Linked DNA regions of Mus musculus: regions 1 and 3 are each linked to region 2. The links are chromatin contacts, called in public HiChIP or PLAC-seq and promoter capture Hi-C maps. All regions are on one chromosome and are shown on one strand. The core of a region is the stretch at or near the end of the contact, and the rest is flanking DNA. Distances in the headings are between cores, read along the strand shown. Region 1 overlaps Ncf2 (neutrophil cytosolic factor 2). Region 2 holds the start of Dhx9 (DEAH (Asp-Glu-Ala-His) box polypeptide 9). Region 3 holds the start of Ncf2 (neutrophil cytosolic factor 2).

Region 1 (4,425 bases), core at 383-2,882, 660 kb after region 2:
GAAGCTCGTGGCTGTCCCGACGCCGGTAGCTGGTAGGGATGATGAGTAAGGACCAAGGCAGAAAGTATCAACACAAAAAACATCCCATAGCCAGTCCTCTGCATCAGACAAGACCCACCCCATCATCCACCCCTGCTGCATCCCCAGCTCCCGACTTCATGGGGTTTACCTCAGTTTAGTGTGTTCTGGCGAGAGCGCCAGCTTCTTAGACACCATGTTCCGAAGCTGGCTGTAGGGGAGGCCAAGCCGCGTCTCCATGACCACTGTGTATTTGTAATGCACCTTGAGCATGTAAGGCATAGGCACGCTGAGCTTCAGTTCCTGAGGCAGGAGGAAGGAAGACCACCTTAGCGGCTGAGGTTGTTGACAGCATCCTGGACCACCACAGCCTTCCACCACTTTGTGTATGGGCACCAGGAGTGCCTCAGGGAAAGGGGGGTGTTTAATAAACAGCTGGTTTTTACCAGTTAATAATAAATCTAATAAGTTAAAAAATCAGTAGACAACTGTATATTAATAAACAGCCCATTTCTGCATTCCCTGAGAGGTCTTTCAGAGGGCTCCAATCCAGCACACTGAGACAGAAGTTTCTACTGAGCTATGTGCTCAGCTAGGGGCTAGGATGACGTGTAGATGGAGAGTCAGGTAGCAACTGATTCAACCCTTTCATTGATAGTCCATATTCTAAGAGATATCTCATGCTAGACAAGCCATGCTCACCCATCTCCACTTGGAAACAAGGAAAAACTTACCTTGGGCTCTTTTTGCTTGTGACCTAAATGGAAAAGGAGATGGTAAGTGAACACTCATAGTGGCACCTGCCACCCACAGTGCCCATCTCCCTACCCTTTAACATCCAGGGTGGATCTAGAGGAGCATAGAGAGCGCAAATGTGTGAGCAGAGCTGGTGTCTGCTTCCAGGGCGCTGCAGGTAGGTAACTATGGGGACTGGCTCAAAGGCCAGCTAACCCTGGAGGATCCAAGACAGACAGAGGGAAGATGGACGTGTGATAACCCCAGGCCCCAGGCAGAAGCACCAGGAAGATGATTACCATTTCATGGCCCTGTTTTGTGTGTGTTTATGGTCTGAAATGCACACTATGTTAGCACAGCAAAGTGTGTATAAGTGAAGTCTGAGACCCTTTACTACTGAGGATGGAAGAACCTCTGTGCTGCTGATTATTCGAATCCCTTGGGAACTTTTGCTAAAATCAATCAAAGGCCTAGGAGCCTGGTACTCCAACCTTTTCAGTGTGTGTCCTCCAGACAGAAAAGGTAAGAAAAAAAACTATGAGGGACACTGGATGGGGCCACCGAGGCATTTACATGTGGAGTAGGTGATACCTATCAAGGGCAGATGTTCTGGATGAGAAGTGCACTCTGTAGGCAGAAGCCATGCTTGTTCCCAGGGGACTTCTATCCTGGTAGGCTCGATCATGGATCTCTAACTTATATTTAAGTGGCTCTCAGGGGAGGAGGGGTAGAGAAGAGTCCAAATACATGAAGTAAAATGTAAGTAGCTGACGGGTTGTTTCCATTTAAAATGTTTGTGATGCAAGGGCACACGCCCTGACATGCACGGAGGCAAGCCATGCTCCTTTGTGGTGTTGATTCTCCAGTTCCTGTTTTATGGAGGCCCTGTGAGTGCACTCAGGCCACAAGGACTGTGCAGCAAGCGTCTTTGACTGTGGAGCCACCTGGCTGGCCCAGAGCTGCTGTGTTTAAGTGAAAAGTGTTGTGGCACTCAGTGTACCCCACCTCCAACTTCTCTGTAGGTTCGCAGCTTTCCAAATAAGTATGCAGGGGAGGGCCACCAAAGCAGTCTTTGGTCATCAGGTGGTCGTGCGCAGGATGACTCTGTCATCTACTGGAGCATCTGCTGAAGCTCACCAGGAACAAAGAGTCATCATTTTCCCACCCCAGATTATGAGAAGTCCTTCTGGGAAGATCTTCCATCCACACCATCCAGTGGTCCTTTGTTCAAGCCCTGGGGGCTCTGCTCTGCAGACATGTGCAACTCAGTGGTTTGACAAGAGCTGAGGTGTGAAAATGCGCTTGCTGCAGCCTTTTTCCTCCCACCGGCTTTAGGTAGTTAGCAAAGGATCACCTGGTGACTGCTCTGATGATGGCCACTGGCGGGCCCCATTACCTGCACTCATTTCTAAGCAGGTGAGGGCAGGGCACTGCCATCATGTTTCAGGGGGATGATGGATGGTGCAAGCAAGACAGGGCTCTGGAAAAATGTAGTCATAAAGCAAGGTGCATGCTGGGTAAAACAAGGAGCATGCTAGGTAAAGCAAGGTGCATGGTATGCAAAAGAAACGAGAATTTCCTAAATGACTCTGAAAACAGCTGTCTGTTTTCATGAAGCATCTGAGAGAGAGAGCTCCTTCCTCGGGGCCACCAACCTGGTGACAACTGGAGTCTTCCTGGGGGGCTAGAATTAGGAGGTGGTGGAATATCGGATTCTGGAGAGGTATCTTCCTGGAGGTGACAAGAGGAAACAAAAAGGTCAGACAAAAGCACAAGAGGGTTTCCTTGGAAAGAAGCTAGATGCAAATGGCTTCCTAAAGTGGAACGCTATGACACAGGAAAGGAGGCTAACTCTCAGGAGCAATAAGAACCCTAACGCCCACATACAAAACCCTTTGCCATCTTTTCGACCATGCTGAAAACCCATCAGCGTCAGGTGACATGGCACGCTTCTGTCTCAGCTGCGGAGTGTACTGAGAAAGGGAAAATTCCATTTCCCATTGGCAGGACATTTTCAACTTCAAAGCACCTCAGTTCTGTGACTCAGCACACGCTGTTCTTGAGTGTGAAGAGAGACTATAGGCTGTCTGTCATCAGAGTGCCACGTAGCTAAAGATGACAGACTTCTGATCCTCCTGCCTCCACATCCCATGTGTTAGGAGCATATGGCTTCCCGTCTGATTTGTTCCGCACTGAGGATTGAGCCCAGGGCTTCATGCTATGCGAGTGCTCTCCCATTGGAGCTACATCCCCAACTCTTACTTTCCTTTTCAGTGGCACTGTACCAACCAAACAAGCTGACTCTTCTCCCTGGTGAAGAGGCGGGCTTGGGAATACCTAGCCCTAAACCGTTAGGCTTTGCTGCCTATGTCTCCCTGACCAGGAGGACTAACAGAGGTAGGCCAGTCCAGTAGAATAACTGTTGCCTCCACTCGACACAGGCTCAGCTCTGGGCATCTGATACCAGCTTGAGTGGCCCAGATCTGTTGAGTCTTCCTTCTATGACAGGGAGGCCATCCCTTTCAACTCTAGAGAGTTGTGTGAAGGGTGAGAGCAACAGGCTAGGCCTCAGCACGACAGTACCTGGGGCTGCGACTGAGGGTGAATCCGAAGCTCAACTGGCTCCAGGTAGTTGCAGGGGACAAGCCCCTTCTGCAGTGTCACATTCCAGAATCCAGAAGGGAAAACAAAGACTCATTAGTACCCAGAGCATAGAACAGCCTGCAGCCATGGGTAGAAACAGCACACAGATGATGACCTTTGGGAGTTCTGCAAATGATGCAGCAGATACTGTCTCTGTGCCCTTAGCATCTCCCCGAACCACCCACCCCACCCCACCCCACCCCCATACCTGTCCATTGAACATGACTGTGGCCCAGTTATCACTGCCCTTCTTCAAGACAAAGACGATGTTCCCAGGCATGACCTGTAGCTCTTCTGGCGTCTCCGGCACAAAGCCAAACAATACGCGGTGTGCCTCACCTTCCAGAGCCCTGAGGGGTACACAGAAGACTGAGCCCACCATTCAGCTTGGACCATATCCCCTTACTGGGGAAGCACTTGAGGCCAGAGACTTAGCTTGGCACTCACTCTAATTCCACATCTTACTGCCTACAAGACCAGTGTCGGGTGCTGCCACCCAGGACCCCGAGAAGACAAGGCGAGAACACCATGTGAGTGTGTTCTGTAGCACACAGGAGTTCCCCTTCTCCCAGGGAACACCACGATGGGATCCAAGAACCCAAAAGTTACATGCTTTTAACTCTTGTAGCCTGTGGTGTGACAGCAGGTCCAGAATAAATTCCTTTCCCTTAGCACTTGCTGGCCTGTACTTCCAGCAATCCTCCTGTCTCTGCCTCTCAAAGGTGGGGGTCAGAAATGTGAGCCTCCGCTGGGTGGTGGTGACACATGCCTTTAATCCCAGCACTCGGGAGGCAAAAGCAGAGGCAGGCAGATTTCTGAGTTCGACGCCAGCCTGGTCTACAAAGAGAGTTCCAGGACAGCCAGGGCTACACAGAGAAACCCTGTCTTGGAAAAAAAAGAAAAAAAAAAGAAATGTGAGCCTCCAGGCTGGAGAGATGGCTCAGTGGTTAAGAGTATTGATTTCTCTTCCGGAGGTCCTGAGTTCAATTCCCAGCAACCACATGGTGGCTCACAACCATCTGTAATGGG
Region 2 (4,376 bases), core at 883-3,382:
CAAATCTTTTTCTTGGGGTAAGTTCAAGGGCGGGAAGGTCACAGTGAGACAATGGGTAGAAAATCCTCTCGGGCTGGAGAGATGGCTCAGTGGTTAAGAACACTGACTACTCTTCCATAAGTCATGTGTTCAAATACCAGCAACCACATGGTGGCTCACAACCATCTGTAATGAGATCTGAGGCTTCCTTCTGGTGCATCTGAAGACAGCAACAGTGTAACAGTGTGTACTTAGATATAATAATAAAATAAATCTTTAAAAAATAAAAATAAAAAAAGAAGATCCTCTCAATGGGCCAAGTCTTTTTTTCTCTGCGGGCTTTGGAAAGTTTGGAAGCTGGATCACCCGGGGTCAAGATCTGCATTTTTATTTTCAGACAAAGTCACATGAGCAGAGAGGAAGAAGCCACCCCACAGGGGCCCTGTAGAATTTAGAACACCGTGTGAAGGAGGCAGGTCCTTAAAATAGAGAAAGGGTTGGTGAAAGTAGCAGAAGTGAAATTTCTGTCAGTCTGTGTGTTCTGCGCTGACTCCCTTGTCTCTGCACACTAGGCAAGCCGACCAGCAGAGGGCTGCACTCACCCTCTGGCCTGAGGAGTTTTAAACACCGTTCTCCTTTGGAAGTTTCCATAATTCTGTTCGCATGGGTGGAGATCAAATCGGGGCTTGAGGCATGCTAGTTTTCACAAAACAACAACAAACAGACAACTAGGTTGGGGATGCTGGGCTTGAGTGTAGCTTAGTAGTAGGGTAACCTTGAGTTACTCTTCAGTACTTCAAAAATACAACACCCCTCAAAACAAGTATTAAACTCAAGAGTCTTCTCACTTGAAGCTAAACAAAACACAGGATTTTGAGATAATTGGGAGCATGCCTTTAATCCCAGCCTGAGGGGTGAGGGGTGGGGCAGAGGCAGACAGATCTCTGTGAGTCCCAGGACAGCCTGGTTTACAAATCCAGGATAGCCAGGGCTACACAAAGAAACCCTGTCTTGGAAAAAAAAAAAAAAAAAAAAAAAGAGTCCCTCGTCCCTCTCCCCAGCCAAAAGGTAAGTGGAGAAGTTGTGTCTTGAGCTAGGGTTTTCTTTTTGGTGGGGTAATGGGTTTTACTACAATGGGATTAATGGCATATACCACCACCCCTGGCAATAAACCAATAAGCCAGGGCTCTCTTTCTTGTCTTAGATTCATTTTACTTTATGTCTTATGGCCTGTAGGTCAGTGCACCATGGTTGTACCTGCTGGGTCCCCTGGAATGGAGGTTATGGTTGTGTGTGAGCCACTGTGTGATTGAGAACTGAATCCAAGCCTTCCACAAGAGCAACAAGTGCTTTTAACTTCTAAGGTTTTTGTTCCTTTGCTGTTTAGACAGGATCTCATTATGTTGCCCTGGCCTTCCTTAAACATAGACCAGACTGTTTTGAACTTACGGAGGTCTGTCAGTCTCTGTTTCCTGGGTGCTGTGACTGGAGGCAAGTGCCACCATGCTACACACTGCCTGCAGCATTTTATTTCTTTTCTTTTTTCTTTTTCTTTTGGTTTTTCGAGACAGGGTTTCTCTGTGTAGGCTTGGCTGTCCTGGAACTCACTTTGTAGACCAGGCTGGCCTCGAACTCAGAAATCTGCCTGCCTCTGCCTCCCAAGTGCTGGGATTAAAGGCATGCGCCACTACTGCCCGGCTGCCTGCAGCATTTTGATGAAGCAGAAATACTTCAGTCCTTGTATTTTAACATACAGCACCCATAAATACATTGCTTTGGCATATTTTAAAGTGGCTATTCTGATAAACTCTGAAAGGATTAATCCTGTAACACTGCCCTTACGTAAGATAAACTATCAAAAAGGAGATCCATGGTGGCATGTCTCTAAATTTTGCCTTCAGAGGTGGAGGCAAGTGGACTGCGTTAAGTGGTGGGCTAGCTTGCTCTACAAAGACAAAGGCAAGGAGACATAACTTCCAGAAACCAAGCTGGTTAGCGACTGACAGGAAATTATGGGCCTAGGCCAGCAGATCTCGCGCGACCTCAGGTTTGGCGCCCGGAAGTGGTTCAAGCCCCGCCCCCTCGGGGCGTGCTGGCTCCGGAGTTGGCCTACCGCGCAGGCGCGAGTCGCCGACTCCGCCCCCTGGGTCCTGCAGTCGGAGCCATTTCGCCGCTGCTTCCATGCGGGTGAGGTGTGTTCTTTCGCCGTTCTCGTGGAAGGTTGGCGCTGCGAACTCGCCTAAGAAGGCTGTGCTCTCGGGCACGGAAAAGCGGAGGAGGGTAAGAAAGGGGGCGTTGCGGCCCCGGACGCGGGCTCATTGCTGCGGGCCGACGCCGGCCTCCGCGGCTCAGCCGTGGCTTTGTTGTGAGGCGCGGGCGGGCGAGCGTGTGGGGGAGGGGCAGCGCGGCGGGTACCCGGATTTACGGGCCGTGGGCGCCTCGCGCAGCGGAGCTCCCGTGGCCCTAGGCCCTGGGGTTCCTTGCACAGACTGGCCGCTCTCGGAGGCCTCTTCCTCACTCGGCCTGACGGGCGGCGGGTGTCTGTAATCAGTTGCGTGTAGGGGTAGCGGCTCGACGCCACCCGGCGCGTGGTGGTGGGGGGTCGTCCGCGGTTCTAATCCGGGACACCCGGGCCCCGTGGGGGTGCCCGCTTTGGGGTCCGGGGCTTCGCTGCAGGTCCTCCCGCTCCGCACTGGTGACGGGGCATGGCTGGGTGGGGCGGGATGAGGAGCAGGTGGTAGGAAAATGAATGCATGATTTAGTAAGTGATGGCGGAATTACACCGCGCAACGGGATAGCCCCGCTGTAGATAACGGTCGAAAGGGAGGGCGCCTCAGTCTGAGGGGTGCACGAGCCTGAGTCTGGCTTTGAGGTGCACAGTGTATCCGCTCCAAAGGGCAATGAGAGATCAGTTACGCCTAAGGCCAGACCTTCCTGGAGGAAGGGAGGGCCGGCCACGTGACCTGAGGGTGCGAAAAGAGATGAAAGAATTTGTTTCCGGGTGGCAAGAATGAAAACACAAAATTGGGAGCCATGACTCTAGCCTTTCATTCCAGCACTGGGGTTTGGTGGTGGAAGGTATTGTTCGATCTCTTGAGTCCGGGGCTACTACACATAGAAATCTTGTCTCATAAAACAAAATTTGATTTATTCCGATATGTGTGTGTATACGAGTATACGTGTATACGTATCAGGTAGTGGTGGCAAGTGAGAGAGGAGCTGTAGAAAAACAAACGAGTAATAGTGGAGGCATTTCTGGAGCCAAAACAGCAGGGCAGATGTGACATGATGGAAAATTTGGCATCCATCTAGGCTCTCGACAAGAGGATAAGTTCTAGGTCTGTAAAAGAAGTTGTGGGGTTTTTGTTTGTTTTTTTGGTTTTTCGAGATAGGGTTTCCTCTGTATAGCTCCAGCTATCCTGGAACTCACTCTGTAGACCAGGCTGGCCTCGAACTCAAATCCGCCTGCCACTGCCTACCAAGTGCTGGGATTAAAGGTGTATGCTACCACGCCCAGCTTGCTATTTTATGTAAATAACTACACTGTAGCTGTCTTTGGAAACACCAGAAGAGGGCATCATCTCATTACAGATGGTTGTGAGCCACTATGTGGTTGTTGGGATTTGAACTCAGGACCTCTGGAAGAGCAGTCAGTGCTCTTAACCGCTGAGTATTTCTAGGGGGCCATTTATACTCTTTATTCTCCAGTTTTCTTAAATTTCCTCAGTTCAAAGTAATAAAAGTAAAACCAAACAGTACAATAGGCAGTTTAAGGATTAAATAGTTCCTAATCTACTAAGGATATCAGCACCACTTTAAGGATTCAAGAAATAGCTGTGAAAGATCTTTGGGGATCGGATTAGAATTTCCAATTGTGAAGTTGGGTTGCAACTAAGAATATACTTAGGTATAAATTTATTACTGAGATGCCTAGTTAGTTTATAGATGGGAATATTAGTATTTTCCTCGGGTAAATTTTGGAGCCTTAAGGGCTGTATCGATCTGTTTGGACTTAGTTAGCATGAATGTTTAAAATTAAATGGGTTTTCTAGAGACAAAGGGGTTTGATAGGCCCTATATTTTGTTACTCATTTACTTTGTACATTTACTTATGTTGGGGGTTTTTGTTTTGGAGACAGGGTTTCTCTGTAGACTTGGTAGCCTCCAACTTAAAGAGATCAGCCCTTCTCTGCTCTCCAAGTGCTGGAATTAAATGCCTGAGCCAGAACAGCCAGACTTGTGAAGGAGTCTATTGTCTTTAGCTTCTTTTTGTTTTTTCGAGACAGGGTTTCTCTTCTTTAGCACTAGCTGTCCTGGGATTCACTCTGTAGACCAGGCTGGCCTCTATGTCTTTAGCTTCTGAATTTGTATTATCTGGCTTTGTCATCTGCTTTACC
Region 3 (4,811 bases), core at 880-3,379, 690 kb after region 2:
CTCTCCCTCTCTCTCTCTTTTCATTTGGTTAAGGATCTCTGGGCCTCTCACCTGGACAGCAAGAGGCCTGAGTCAAAGAATAAAGAGCCCAAATAACTAAGTTTCTTTTCTTAATCCTCTGCTGCTATTAGCAGGAGTTAATTGTCAGCTTTTGCCACCAGCACCCTCCCTCCCCACCCAACTCCCGCCCCCAATACCAAGAGAGAGTTAATTTCCAGAAGCCATCAGCTGTTGGCCCAGAAGAACAAGAGAGGGTTAAAGGCCAGAGATCATCAACCTCTGCTCTGCCTCTCCGTGCTCCATCTCAGTACCTGAATGTGGGGGTGGGACCCCAGCAGTTTTGTGTAGCAGAATTTTCCAGGTCCAATCAATTTGAATGTTAATACAACAAGAAGCCTGTAATTGGACAGGGAAAAGGGAGGCGAAGCTGGGGTTTTTGGAGACAGAGACAGAGGAGAAGGAAGGAAAATGGAGCAAGAGAAAAATGATCTAGATTCTACGTGACTTTAGATAGCCACAGGTAGCCTTTAAAATCATGACTGCTGTTTTATTTGGTTGGCAGACTACCCTAGTCACAATGAATGTGTAAGGTATACTTATTCTTTCAAAGAACCCTCATATTAAGCATGCAAGAGACTGGGGTCATTTTCAGCTCTGTATACTTCAAACAATGCCAGCATCTTCCTAGGGATACTTAGTAAAACTCTCATGATTGGCTGAATGGGTAATTAACCAAATAAACAATTGAGACCCTAAATGTGGATTCTCATCATACGTTTTTCTGAAGACTTTACTGTTATCCATCCTCCCAGCCTACCCCACCCCACCCCACCGGTACTGAAGATCAAACCCAGAGCCTCTCACATGTTGTGCAAGTACTTTACCGTTGACCTCCAACTCCAGCCCCTTCCCCGGCTTTTAAAAAATGATTTTGAGACAGGATCTCACTAGGTTTCCAAGACTGTCCTTGAACTTGCTTTGCAGCCTAGGTCTGGCTTGAATTCGCCACAACCTAAGTAGCTAGAATTCCAGGCCTGTGCAACCAGAGCCCACCTGCCTGTCCTCAGAGAATCAGTTTTGTCTCACACCCGACATGAAACCCTCCCTGACCCCGAGAAGGCCACAGAGATTGATTTCCCTTCCTCTGCATTTCTCTTCATTCTCTATCCCAGCACCTGAACACAGGGGCTCTGCTGTAAGTGCTAGAGGCAGGGAGCGCCCTTCTGCTTTCCTTGTTTCCCACAGAACCTAGCACCTAACATTCTGAGTAAATATGGCAGATCTAAGACATTTTAATAAAATGGTGTCACGCCCCACACATCTTAGCTCTCTTTGGGGCTACAGTCATCCTTTTCAGTTCTGCATTCTTTCAGAATGCTGAACCCCCACACGCTATCCCATCGCAGTGCTGGGGGGCTCTTTCAGATAACGTTATGTGGTTTCTTTCATGATTGCGCTGGGATCGCATATGCAGTTTCTTCGGCTTGCTTCCTCAGGCAAGGACTCTCGCACCGAGGACATCTAAGGCTAAAGACTACTGGAGACCAAGTGGTTTCTGATATCACAGGAGGAGAAGCTGTGAAGTAGTCAATTTTCTTGCTGTGGTAAAACACTCCGACAGAAACATCGTAATGAAGGCAGGGTTGATTTGGGCTCACTAGTCTCCAGGGTACAGTCCATGATGGTGGATAAATCATGGTGTCAGACCCTGAAGCAGCTGGTCACAAGGCACCCACTGTCAGGATGCAGGGGACCAACTCATACTCACGTAGCCTTCTTCTCTTTATGCAGGGAGGACCCAAGTCCTGGTCACTTTTCATAGCAGATGCTCTACCTCAGTTAACCTAAGGCAGACGATCCCTCAGAGGTGTGACCTGAGGCTCATCTAGATCCTGTCAAGCTCGAAACACAAAGCTTCACACCGACCTTGTCATCACAGGAAAAGGAAGAGTGTGACGAGTTAGAAACACACTCTGAATGGGAAAAAAAAAAAAGAAAAAGAAAGAAAAGAAATAAGAAAGGAAAAGGAACATGACTGTTCCCAGATATGGTGGAGGAGAGAGTTTATTATAGCTGTGTGGGAGAGAGAGCACAGCCAGAGTCAGGGACCTCCGGGAGAGTGCTGAATAGACAGGAACAGGCTGAGCTGTGCTATGTGGGGAGAGGGAAGGGGAGGAAGAAGGGAGTGGGAGGAGCCAGGCACAGCAGCCAGGAGGCCCAAAGGCACAAAGACAGCAGGTTACAGAAATGATTGGATTATGTAGGGAAGAGCAGACCTCAAGGCCCAAGAGTTCAGGATAGGAGGCAGGGTATGCCTGATAGGAGGCTCTGTGACACGTAGAGGGTGGAGGATTACAGAGAGAAGCTGGTGGCCAGCTCTGCTTTGATATGCTATAGCCACCTAAGCCATTTGTCCCAAGTTCGAAACCCAACCATTTCCACATTTAGTAAGATGGAAATCTCTAAGATTCTCTGTTGATTCCTCTGTTGTAGCAGCTGAAAGCATGTGGTCATTCTGCATGTGTCTGCCAACGTATGACAGTAAGTGAAGCATCCATGCTCCCTCCTCTTTTCTGGGATCTGTTGTCTGAACCACAGCAAAAGCACGGCCCACATTTGGACCGAAACACTCCCAGCCGGTTGGAATACAATGGACACACAGCAAGGCCTGTGAAGTTCTAGCTCTCAAGAATCAGAATTTAAGCCTGGCAGTAGTTGTGCATGCCTTTAATCCCAGCACTTGGGAGGCAGAGGCAGGTGGATTTCTGAGTTCGAGACCAGCCTGGTCTACGGAGTGTTCTAGGACAGCCAGAAACCCTGTCTTGGGGGGTGGGGGGGAGAATCAGAATTTAGGGTCAGGAGAGGGAGCGGTAGGTTCTGCCATGCTCTGCCCTCCAGAGCAGGGGTCAGGGGAGGTGGCAGAGAGGAGACTGAGAAGCACCCGAGCTCAGTTTTTCCCAGGGCTCTTCTGAGTTCCAGCCAAAGTCTAAGCCCTTACAATTTAGTGTGCCATCAAGCTTGCCTTTTGTTTTGGATTTTCAATACAGGGTTTCTCTTTGTAGGCCTGTCTGTCTTGGAACTTGATCAGTAGGCCAGACTGGCCATCTGAGAGACCAAACCTACCCCATCTTGGGACTGTACCCACGTACCAGGAAGGACCACACGGCTTGTCCTTGGCCAGAGGACACTTCCTGGCTACTTCCTATCAATAGTTAATCAAAGATTAGTCTGACTGTTTCAGATGTACCTTCAGGCTATTTGTATACGGCCTTATTTCAGAGCACCCACCTCTCAGCTTATAGCCATTCTATTAGATGCTTGCCAGACTGGACACCCTCTCCCTCACCCCCTCCCTTGCTCCTATTTTTCTATAAAAACTTGTCCTGCTGAGGGTTCGAGGCCGCTCCACCTTCCCTTTCTGTCCTTGCTGTGTCAGGATTGGGATGGAGGAGAGCCCAAGCCTGCGCTTGTAATAAAGAGACCCTAATGCTATTACATCGCAAAGGGCTGCTTGGTGATCTTTTGGAGTTCGTGGTTCCTGGAACAACACATCTAACTGAGAGATCTGCCTCCTGACTTCTGAGATTAATGGCATGTGCCACCCAGCAAATAAGTAACCATTTCTTTCTTTTTCCTCCTCAGGACAGGGTTTTTCTGTGTAGCCCTGGGTATCCTGGAACTCATTCTGTAGATCAGGCTGGCCTCAAATGTTTATCCTCCCGAGGGAAAAAATAGGACCACTACCACAATTTTGAGTCAAATTTAAAGCAAACGTTTTAAATACTGGCCAGGATGATAGACTCTGACCAGGCTATTCCTGAACGCCATAAGGCCATTGTGTTTTGATCAGATCCAATCAGGGGTGAGCAACCATCCTGACCCATTTCCTGTCTCCGTACCTCCTGCCCACATGTCATCTAGCACATTCGTGTAGTTGGCTCAACTGAACCTGTTTGGGGAAGTGAAAACACGTGACTTGCTTCTTCCATAAACAATAGCCTCCGTCATTTCAGGAAGTATCTGTCCTTGGCCAGGGTTTACAGGCCCGAGGCACTTTTTTTTTTTTTTTTTGGTTTTCGAGATAAGGTTTCTCTGTGTAGCCCTGGCTGTCCTGGAACTCACTCTGTAGACCAGGCTGGCCTCGAACTCAGAAATCCACCTGCCTCTGCCTCCTGAGTGCTGGGATTAAAAGTGTGTGCCACCACGCCTGGCCAAGGCACTTTTGTTTCATGGATCTTTTAGGCACAGTAATTAAAATTTAAAACATTACTTTGCCTTTCACATGAACTCACGGAGATCTGCCTGCCTCTGCCTCCAGTGCTGAACTTAAAGGCGTGGGTCTATGCCCAGCTGCAGCAAACTTGTTCTAGTTAGTTCTGTTGTATGCCTTTCCCACAAAACAAAACAAAAACAAACAAACAAACAAAAACCCAAACAGGAAAATAGATGGGAGTTTTTGCTGTGAGATTCTAAACTAATCAATTGCTAACAGGAGATGAGAGTCTCAGAAACAACACAGTCCTGGGGACTATGAAGTTGGGGGGTAATGGAAACTCTCAAGAACTCCAAAGAGGCCAGATGCCCGAAGAATGGATGATACGTGGCTTCTCACTAAGGAGGAACCAGATCAAAGTATGTGAAAGGCAAGACAAACTCCAGAGAGGGTCGTGCTTTCAAAAACATCATGAAAGACACAATATAAAGGCCTCTTAGCACCAGAAGAAGTGTGTGTGTGTGTGTGTGTGTTTTTTGGGGATTCCAGGATGTTGCAAGTAGTTCAGGGAGTTGAAGATACAGAGAGGATGCAGGAG

The links. Promoter capture Hi-C pulls out the DNA fragments that hold promoters and counts their contacts. HiChIP or PLAC-seq counts read pairs in DNA pulled down with a chosen protein or histone mark.
Region 1: a promoter capture Hi-C map of embryonic stem cells shows a contact between it and region 2, with 2.9 times the contacts expected there. The contact joins the enhancer-like site here to the promoter of Dhx9 in region 2. A contact is called at or near these places in 1 of 39 promoter capture datasets (embryonic stem cells), 10 of 484 Hi-C or Micro-C datasets (bone marrow-derived DN2 thymocytes, bone marrow-derived macrophages, centroblasts and 4 more), 13 of 115 datasets of contacts at active chromatin or transcription factors (the SCID.adh cell line, astrocytes, bone marrow-derived macrophages and 7 more) and 4 of 9 other capture datasets (adipose tissue, embryonic stem cells, liver and 1 more).
Region 3: a contact with region 2 is called in an H3K27ac HiChIP or PLAC-seq map of the NIH/3T3 cell line, with 4 times the contacts expected there. The contact joins the promoter of Ncf2 here to the promoter of Dhx9 in region 2. A contact is called at or near these places in 1 of 15 datasets of contacts at CTCF or cohesin (large pre-B cells), 2 of 484 Hi-C or Micro-C datasets (both in embryonic stem cells), 10 of 115 datasets of contacts at active chromatin or transcription factors (the NIH/3T3 cell line, embryonic stem cells, epiblast stem cells and 3 more) and 3 of 9 other capture datasets (embryonic stem cells, liver and pancreatic islet).

Annotation. Positions count from the first base shown.
Region 1 is chr1:152,829,673-152,834,097 of GRCm38.p6, reverse strand. Ncf2 (neutrophil cytosolic factor 2) reads right to left here. Exons shown (of 16, transcript NM_010877.5): 9 at 3,605-3,746; 10 at 3,337-3,405; 11 at 2,409-2,484; 12 at 753-775; 13 at 170-321; 14 at 1-29. Among named protein-coding and RNA genes, the nearest start is that of Ncf2, 32 kb to the right of the region's middle. Within about 2 kb of position 1,632, at least 60 of the 459 cell types and tissues checked have an H3K27ac peak or open chromatin away from gene starts, as enhancers often do. A contact at or near this core is called in bone marrow-derived macrophages, embryonic stem cells and microglia, where this site is marked.
Region 2 is chr1:153,485,416-153,489,791 of GRCm38.p6, reverse strand. It overlaps Dhx9 (DEAH (Asp-Glu-Ala-His) box polypeptide 9), which reads left to right and starts at 2,132. Exons shown (of 28, transcript NM_007842.2): 1 at 2,132-2,259.
Region 3 is chr1:152,797,471-152,802,281 of GRCm38.p6, reverse strand. It overlaps Ncf2 (neutrophil cytosolic factor 2), which reads right to left and starts at 2,129. Exons shown (of 16, transcript NM_010877.5): 1 at 1,769-2,129.